Linked DNA regions of Sus scrofa: region 2 is linked to region 1. A link is a contact called in public HiChIP or PLAC-seq data. All regions are on one chromosome and are shown on one strand. The core of a region is the stretch at or near the end of the contact, and the rest is flanking DNA. Distances in the headings are between cores, read along the strand shown.

The links. HiChIP or PLAC-seq counts read pairs in DNA pulled down with a chosen protein or histone mark.
Region 2: a contact with region 1 is called in an H3K27ac HiChIP or PLAC-seq map of alveolar macrophages. The contact joins the promoter of MED10 here to the promoter of PAPD7 in region 1. A contact is called at or near these places in 1 of 47 Hi-C or Micro-C datasets (fibroblasts) and 1 of 2 datasets of contacts at active chromatin or transcription factors (alveolar macrophages).

What each region holds. Positions count from the first base shown.
Region 1 is chr16:75,256,992-75,261,323 of Sscrofa11.1, reverse strand. It overlaps PAPD7 (non-canonical poly(A) RNA polymerase PAPD7), which reads left to right and starts at 1,519. Exons shown (of 13, transcript XM_021076643.1): 1 at 1,519-1,984.
Region 2 is chr16:75,514,650-75,518,867 of Sscrofa11.1, reverse strand. It overlaps MED10 (mediator of RNA polymerase II transcription subunit 10), which reads right to left and starts at 1,876. Exons shown (of 5, transcript XM_013982820.2): 1 at 1,668-1,876; 2 at 169-252. The coding sequence starts at 1,789.

The sequences.
Region 1 (4,332 bases), core at 270-2,769:
GGGAACAAGAAGCCGGCAGAGAAAGGTTCTGCCTGACCATTCCCGGATTCCGCTCGGGGCAGCGGTATCAGGGACCGGCACTGCCCAGGCCGCAGGGTGTGGGACCTACTCCTTCGGGAGGACGCCGGCGAGCACGTGGGCAGGGGCGGGCACGAGTGACCGCAGCGTGACCGGCTGCACAGAGGACTCCGATGGGCAGCAGGGGTCTTGGGGCGTTTGTGTTCTTTCCTTGGAGCGGCGACGGTACCGCTCCAGCCGCCTACGGGGGGGACCGGCCGGCTCGCTGGCGGAGGGCGCGGCACCCGCCCGGCGGCACGGAAACTTCCACCGGCGGCGCCGGGCCCTGCGCACGCGCAGCGCGGCCCGGGGCCCCGGCCCCAGCGCGCATGTCTCCACGCCTCGGCCCGTGCGCGGCGACGGGAGGTGGGGCCGGCGGAGCGCCCCGGGGTTTCTCCCTGCCCCGCCGCAGCCCAGTCTGGTCTAGAAAGGCCCGGGCCGCCGTCGCTGCCCCCGTCCGGCCCCTCCCAGTCGCGTATCCTTCCGACGCGGTGCCCCCCGCCCTCGCGGAGCAGCACCCAGCACGCAGGCGCGGTAACCTAGGCGGCGGTGTCTAGTGAGGATTTGAAATCGGCCGCGCGTGCGCAGTGGCGGCCCGGCCCCGGCGAGGGAGGCCGCGCTTCCTCCCCGCCCGCCCCCGCCCCGCTGCCTCCCCGCCCCTCATTGGAGCGGAGGTGGCGGCGCCCCCTCCTTCCCCCGCGCCCAGTCGCCGCCGAGAGTGTCTTTTCGCCGCCGCCGCCGCCGCCGCCGCTGCAGGGGTGCGGAGCGAGCGTGACCGAGGGCCCGGCGCACGGCGGCGGCCCTCTCGCGGGTCCCGGGCCGCGCTGCGCCTGGGCCCGCCCCCTCGGCCGGGCCGCCCGCCCCCTCCGATGGCCTCTCCCGCCGGCCCGTGTGGAACGCCGCCGCCGCCGCGGCCCCCGCGCCCGCCCCGAGCCGCGTGAAGGGAGCGCGACAGGCCCGAGCAGCCCGCCGCGGCCTGCCCGGGCCCCGCCAGGCCGCCGCGACCGGACCCCGACGGGAGCCGCCGCCGCCGCCGCCGCCGCCTGCCGGCCCGAGCCGCGGCGCAGGCCCGCCCGCCCGTCCGTCCGCGGCCCGTCCGTCCGTCCGTGCGCGGCGCGGCGCGGCCGGGGCTCAGGGCGCGGCGGGGGCGGGGCCGCGGCGGGGCGGGCGGGCGCGCGGGCCCGCGAGGCGGCGCGTGGATGGATCCGCGCGTGGCCTGGATCCAGCCCGAGCAGAAGGGGCCGGCCAATGCCCTGTGGATGCAGATCTGGGAGACCTCGCAGGGCGTGGGCCGCGGCGGCTCGGGCTTCGCGTCCTACTTCTGCCTCAACTCGCCCGCGCTGGACACGGCGGCCGCGGCGGGGGCAGCCGGGCTGGGCGGCGGCGGCGGCGGCGGCGGCGGCCTGGCGGGGCCGGCGCTGCCCGCCGCGTCGCCCCCGCCGCCCGCGCCGGGCCCCGCCGCGCTGCCCCCCGCGCTGCTGACGGCGCTCGGGCCCGCGGCCGAGGGCGCCCGGCGCCTGCACAAGTCGCCGTCGCTGTCGTCGTCGTCGTCTTCCTCGTCCAACGCCGAGTCGGGCACCGAGAGCCCCGGCTGCTCCTCGTCGTCCTCGAGCAGCGCCTCGCTCGGCCGGGCGGGCGGCGGCCGCGGCGGCGCCTTCTTCCACTTCGCGGACGGCCCTCCGAGCGCCCCCGGCGCGGCCAACGGGCACCCCGGGCCGCGCGGCCCCGCGCCGGCCGGCTCCCCGCCGCAGCACCAGTTCCACCCGGGCCGCCGGAAACGCGAGAACAAGGCCAGCACGTACGGCCTCAACTACCTGCTGTCTGGCAGCCGCGCGGCCGCGCTGAGCGGAGGGGGCGGCCCCGGGCCCCAGGCCCCGCGGCCCGGCACGCCGTGGAAGAGCCGCGCGTACAGCCCGGGCATCCAGGGGTGAGTGCGCGCGGCGCGGCGCGGGGACCGGGGAGGGGGCGGGGGCCGGAGCCCCGCGTGGGCACCCGGGCCAGGCCCGGCGCGCCATCCCGCCGCGGGGTCGGTCCCCGGGCCGCGCCGCGCCGCGGGTGCACCGACGTCCCGTCCCGGCTCCCGGGTTATTTCGAGGTGGATGCTGGAGGCCCAGGTGCAACTCTGCCCTGAGGTTTTACGTTGATTTTTGTTTATTTCAACTTAAAACTCGTTTCAAAAACGAGTGCTGTGTCCGGATGCTAGAATGACCGGTGCTGCTAGAAAGAGGCCGCTGAATCCGACTTGTGCAGCTGTTTTCCTTTTCTCGCCGGCGAAACTGGAGCGGACGTCGGATACTTTCCCTCTCGCGCCCCCCCCCCCCCGGACAGGTTAGGGACCTCTTGTCAAAGTGGCCTGCAGATAGGTGTGGCGTTTTGTGTTAAGTTCCAGAGCATTTTGGGATTGCCGCCAACCTGAATCGAATTGAAAGTGAATGTTTGTTAAATGGGAACTTTTCTTGTTTTCTCTGAGAAAATCCATTTAAAAGATGACTAGGTTTTTGGTAGCGCTACAGTTCAGCAACAGCGAATTTAAATGATTTAAAGCTTACATGTTATGCTTTAATTTTGTGCTGAAATGGACAAATAGCATCATGTGCATCTGTTTTTAAAGAATAAACTAATAGCATGTGAAGAAAGAAAACATTTGCAGCACATACCTATCCGGAAAGTGTCATCTCTATTTCAGTGTTTCCACGTCAGTCTAGAGGGGGGTTGACGTTCCACTTAGGGTTACTGCAGTCACGCATCCATAAAGTTGGTGAGTTGAAGCCGCTCAGGTGGGAGTGCTACCTACCCAGCCCCGTTGCCTTCCTGTGCTTTTTTGAGCACCTGGAGACAAGGTATTTGTATCTAGGTTTTATGTCAGTATTTCAGGACTTAGGTCAGAAACTTCACTTTCCTTGCATGGTCACATGCTGATTTAAAGGGCACTTAAGAATTTGCCAGGGTGTGTTAGGATTGGGAAACATGAGGCTTACAAATCCCACAGTGTCTAGGTGTGGCTGTTAATTTCTTAAAGTAACTTTTTCTCTCATAGGTCTGTTTCTTCTCATGTGAAGTATGTTTGTAGAACCTTAAGATGATACTACTTAAAAGTGTGTGGGATACACAGTAATAGTTCTGTGTTCTGCAACTTGTTTCACCTGTGTGGGTTGGGAGTGTTACTTTCTTAAGCTCCCTGAAGCCTGAGCGCCCCTTCAGCCCCAGGTAGGAGCCTGGTCTCCTCCCCCTTCTGCCTGGGCTTCTTACTTGTAGGACTTGCAGAGAAGAGGTGGCCAGGCGCAGTTTCTTGATGTATGGCCTTGGGGGGACCTGTAGGTCTCAGCTTGTCATGGAAGTTGTGCTGACTCTGTGTCACTTTAGGAAAGGAGGGGATATGTGGTCTTTGCTTGTCAAGCATTTTTGGGCCCAGGCCGTCTGGAGTCCCCCTTCTTCCTTTCACGAGCTTGTAGCAGCGGCAGACTAAGCTCTTGTGCAACTTGCCCAGGTTCTGGAAGCTCCTTCCTCACCTGTTGGTCTCCAGGAAGCCTCAGTTGTCCTTAGGCTGCCGGTTGCTTTTCTTGGTCAATGAGCCCACTTCCTGCCAGGTGCTGTGCTGGGGTCCAGGGGAGGGGTCGGTGTGGGAGGCACACAGCCTCAGGACCCTGACTCAGAAACCCGGTCCTGATCGGCGAGTATCCCTGCCCCGACTGCCGGACCCAGTGCGCATGAGCACCGACCCTTGGGGCGGGCAGGGGGGGGGGCTGCCCTCATCCATCACCTGCATCAGGCTCGTCTGGTCTCTTATTACCGAGGCCTTCTCACCCTCACGCGGCTGCCCTCATCTCCCGCTGGGTCCCTCATGGAGCCTGAGGTGGCGTCTCTCAGCATCCAGGCCCCTTTGGACCTGCCCTGGCACTGCCAGTGGGCTGCTCCCCTCTGCCGGGAACCAGCCCCGTGATGGCACCTCCCTGGTCCCGCGGAGGTTGGAGATCAGGGCACGCTGTGCCTCTGGGCCCTGCCTGGGGGTCTCACCCCTCCACCCCCGCCAGCCTGTTAGCACTTGGCTTGGCAGCCCTGTGGTGTAGGGCTGAAGAGGGGGCTCTGAAGCAGCAGGAATTCCTCGTTTCCACCCACCTAGCTGGGGGCTCTGCTCCTTCTTCTCTTCACCAGCCGCCCTTCCTTGCCTGCCTCTGCGGGTGGCCCTGGGGCTGTCTGCTTTCTGCCATCCCTGCCTGGAGGGGGGCCTGCTGGGTTGCCTGCCCTGTGCCCCCCCCGCCCCCCGTCTGCTTGGCA
Region 2 (4,218 bases), core at 627-3,126, 260 kb before region 1:
TCATTACTGCTGAGCCACAGCGGGAACTCCAGGACAGATATTTTTGTCTGTTTTCTCCCCCTGGCACATCCCAGCACCCAGACTGTGCCTGCCAGGCAGCAAACACTTAAGTACCGTGGGTGAAGAAATCATTGTAGCAAAACTGAACACATCAGACACAGTACTTACTCAAATACTTCTAAAGGCACAGTAATATCGTGAAGCTGCTGCCTGCACTTATCAATGTCCTGTAAGCCAGTGACAATAAAATTCCTGGGGAAAAAGCAAAAACGGGACATCAGGTTAATTCGGAGGACAGCACTGCAACACCCACCACACGTGGCCGACCAGGTGTCCAGGCCCGCTCCTCACCCGCGCACAGGTCACTCGTGGCTCTCGGATCTTTGTTAGCAACACAATTCCTAGGAAAGCTTCGGAGTTATAAAGATGCTCAAATATCTCTTGATTTTCTTTTTAAATGAGGAATTTCCAATATTGGGGGGCAAGAACCAATATGAGTAAGGGCAGAAAACTTTTGAGAATCTGATGAAAAACATGACCCCTCTCTCAAATACAATCACCCTGAGTTGTAGCTGATTTTTTTCCTTTTTTTTCTTCTCTTTAGGGCCGCACCTGCCTCACAGGGAAGTTCCCACACTAGGGGGTATGATAGGAACCACAGCAACACCAGCTGCCAGCCAGGTCTGTGACCTACTGGGGCAACGCCAGGATCCTTAACCCACTGAGCAAAGCCAGGGATCAAACCCACATCCTCATAGAAACTAGTCAGGTTCTTAACCCACTGAGCCACAAGGGGAACGCCCATGGTGGACGTGATTTTGTGTGCGGTTTCAGACAATAACCAAGGCAGTGAACTCTGGCTCAAGAATCCATCCTCAAAGTCTGTGGGGGAAGAAAACCATGGCTGCGGGGCTTAATTTCAGTGGCCCTCGGAAGCTTCCTAGATTAGCTGGCTGGTCCCACAGTACTGGCTGTGTAAGCAGGGGTGCAAATATGTCTACATGCCCGTACCCTCTACAAAGCTGTGGGCCCCTCTCCAGAGCACTCTATCCGTATCTGCCTTTTGTCTACCCCAGGGCCTAGCACGATGGCCAGCACAAGGCTGACGCCAAAATTAATTAATAAACGTTCCGTGGCCTTTCTCATCATTATCACCACCACCACCACCACCCGCCGATTCCTCCGCATCCAGGCCTAGACAGCAAGTGGCTTCCGAGCCCAGACCTTCCCGGGCCCATTTTACCGCGCTGTGGGTGAAGCCCGTCTCCCCTTGGGGCACAGAGACTGCACGCCCCGGAAGGTGCCAGGGGAAAAGCCTTAGATCATGAAGCATGCCTCCCTCTGACGGCCCCAGAAACGAAAACTGCATTATCCGGCCTCGATAACGGCTCCAAATGGGGCCTCGAAAAAAGGTCCCAGCAAGGCAAAGAGTGGAGGAGGAGGGCCGGCAACAGGCGGTAGAGGCTAGCACCGCCCCGCCCCCGCCCCCGCCCCCGCCCCGCCCCCGCACCGCACAGCCTGGACCCGGAGGGCCGGGAGAGCCTGGCCGGAGCAGGGCGGGGAGAGGCAGCGGCTCTCGGCCGGATCCCGGCTCCCCATCCCGGCTCCAAGGCAGACACTGCCCCGCGGGACCCAAGGACACGCCGGCGGACTCGGTGGCCACTCACAGCTTTTGGTTGAGCCCGGCCTGGCTACTGGGCTGGAAGTCGCTGACGATGATGCCAAGCTGCCGGATGTTCTCCACGAACTTCTCCAGGTGCTCCTCCAGGTGGTCAAACTTCTCCGCCATGGCTTCGAGGCCCGAACCGCCGCGGGCGTGGTCCGGCTCCGCCGCTTCCTGCTTCCGCCCGGGGTCTCCACCACTTCCGTTTCCTCTTGGGGCAGTGGGCGGGGCCTGGTTGGCGGGGCGGGATGGGGCGGGGCCTCGGGGGCCCGGAGCCTGGAGCCTAGAGAGAGGCCTGCGTCGGGGGCGGGGCTTGAGTGCAGAGCGGGCGGAGTCCTCTTGGCCCCGCCCCAACAGCCCTAAGCGGCCGGGTGAGCTGCAAACCGCGGGTTTTGGTTCTCGGTATCCGCGTGCGGCCGCAAAGAGCCAGCCTTGAGGACCTATGAGACCTTGTTCTGCCTTCACTGGCCCAGGGCGGGTTCCCTACCCTGTGAGCCTCTGTTCTCGTCCGTAAAGTTGGGCTAAGATTGAGACCTGTTTCTTGAGATTAAAGTAGATAAATCTCAACAAACCCAGTGGGCAGCACTTGGAAAGAGTAGCTTGACTCCTTCATGAAAATGACTATTTTTACTGAATATTTAAATAACAGGTACTCATTGTAAATAAGTAAAATAATAAAGAAAATTATAACGAGGGGGAGAAGATACCTGAAATCCTGCCCCCCTGGCACGAGCCATCTTTAAGATTTCAGAATTCATCCCTTCCTGTGGTTCCTATGCACAGGTACAACTGCCTGCGGGAAAGCAGGAAAGGATTTGGCTGCTGCTGCTGCTGCTTTTCTTTTTAGAGCCCCACCCTTGGCATATGGCTAGGGGTTGAGTTGGAGCTCTAGCTGCAGGTCTATGCCACAGCCATAGCCACACCATATCCGAGCTGCATCTGTGATCTATGCTGTAATAATATCCACAGTAATGCTGGATCCTTAACACACTGACGGAGGCTGGGGACCGAACCCACATCCTCACAGGGACAACATCAGGTTCTTACCCCCTGAGACATAATGGGAGCTCCTTGATCAGCTTCTTATTCCACAACAGCAAGCTGCTATACAGGTTCCAGCAGACCCCCACCTGCTCCTCCAGGGGCTGGCCCCTCTCTCAGCCAGTCCCTGTTGGAGCCACCCAGCCTTTGCCCTAACCCTGAGAGGCAGCTCAAGCTGGGCCTCAGACCCATCCCTTTTCCAGTAGACTTACCATCCCTAAAAGAATGAATTAGCAGCCCAGGCCACACACAGTGATGTTAAGCCCAGTGCCACAATGGAGGCTTCCAGTACTAACTGCTGCCACCTCCCACCGAAGGGTCAGTCCCTCCCTGCTCCATACAATGCAGTGTCTTTGCAAATGCCCACCTACCTGAAGTTTGCATGAAGGCCCCAGTAAAGACAGTCTCCTTGTCCCTCAGTTGGGCTCCTGAAGTCAGCACTGGCTTGCCTTCTTCCTTCTGGTGCTTAGATAGCACCTACCTTCTCCCCCTCTTCCTTGTAAGCATCGCCTGCTTAGCTCCCCTTTCCTAATCCAGCCTCCTTCCTAGCTTAGGCCTCAGTCCCTCGTGCCAACTCTAATAAAACAGTGCCCTGTGGGCTTTCTCTACAGAAAATATGGCATTCCCCTTGTGGCTCTGTGGGTTAAGAACCCATCATTGCCTCTGTAAGGATTTGGGTTCAATGCAGGATCCAACATTGCTGCAAGCTGTGGCGTAGATCACAGATTCAGCTGGATCCAGTGTGGCTGTGACTGTGGTGTAGACCAGAAGCTGCAGCTCTGATTCTACTCCTGGCCCAAGAATTTCCATATGCGGCAGGTGCAGCCTTAAAAAAATAAAATAAAATAAAATAACCTCCCCTGCTTCATGGAACTCCCAAAGACTTTAATGATAAGGGAAAGAGTCCACACAGATGCCATGCCAATATTAACCTATAAGCAACTAATAACATAGTTTTAAGATACCCAGCACAAAAATTGACAAATTATGAGGAAATTGTGATAATTAGAACAGGGATTTGGACCAGAAAAGGACGAATCGAGTGGGCCAAGAAATATATGGAGAAGATGGAAGATTTGAATAATATAGCTAATGTATGTGGCCTGTGAGAAACAGTGAACCCTGAGCAGAGATTGTGCAATTTCAAGCATGTATGAAATATTTACCAAAATTTGACCCATTAGACCTCAAAGGAAGTGTCAACAAATTTCAAATTGTGTCGTTAAGGCAGGATTTTCTGACCTCGGTGGTGTAATGACAAGAGAAATCAGTGAAGTTATTTGCCTTGCACACACCCGCACACACCCGGAAATTAAAACACACTCTTTGCAATAGTTCACAGGTATACCTACATCTGAATTAATTTGTATGGGCAAACCCCAGCTGATGGCTGTCATCTGTGTATTAGTTTTGGTTTTTGGGTTTTTTTTTTTTTTTTTTTTTTTTTGCTTTTTAGGGCTGCACCCATGGCATATGGAGGTTCCCAGGCTAGGGGTCAAATCAGAGCTATGGCT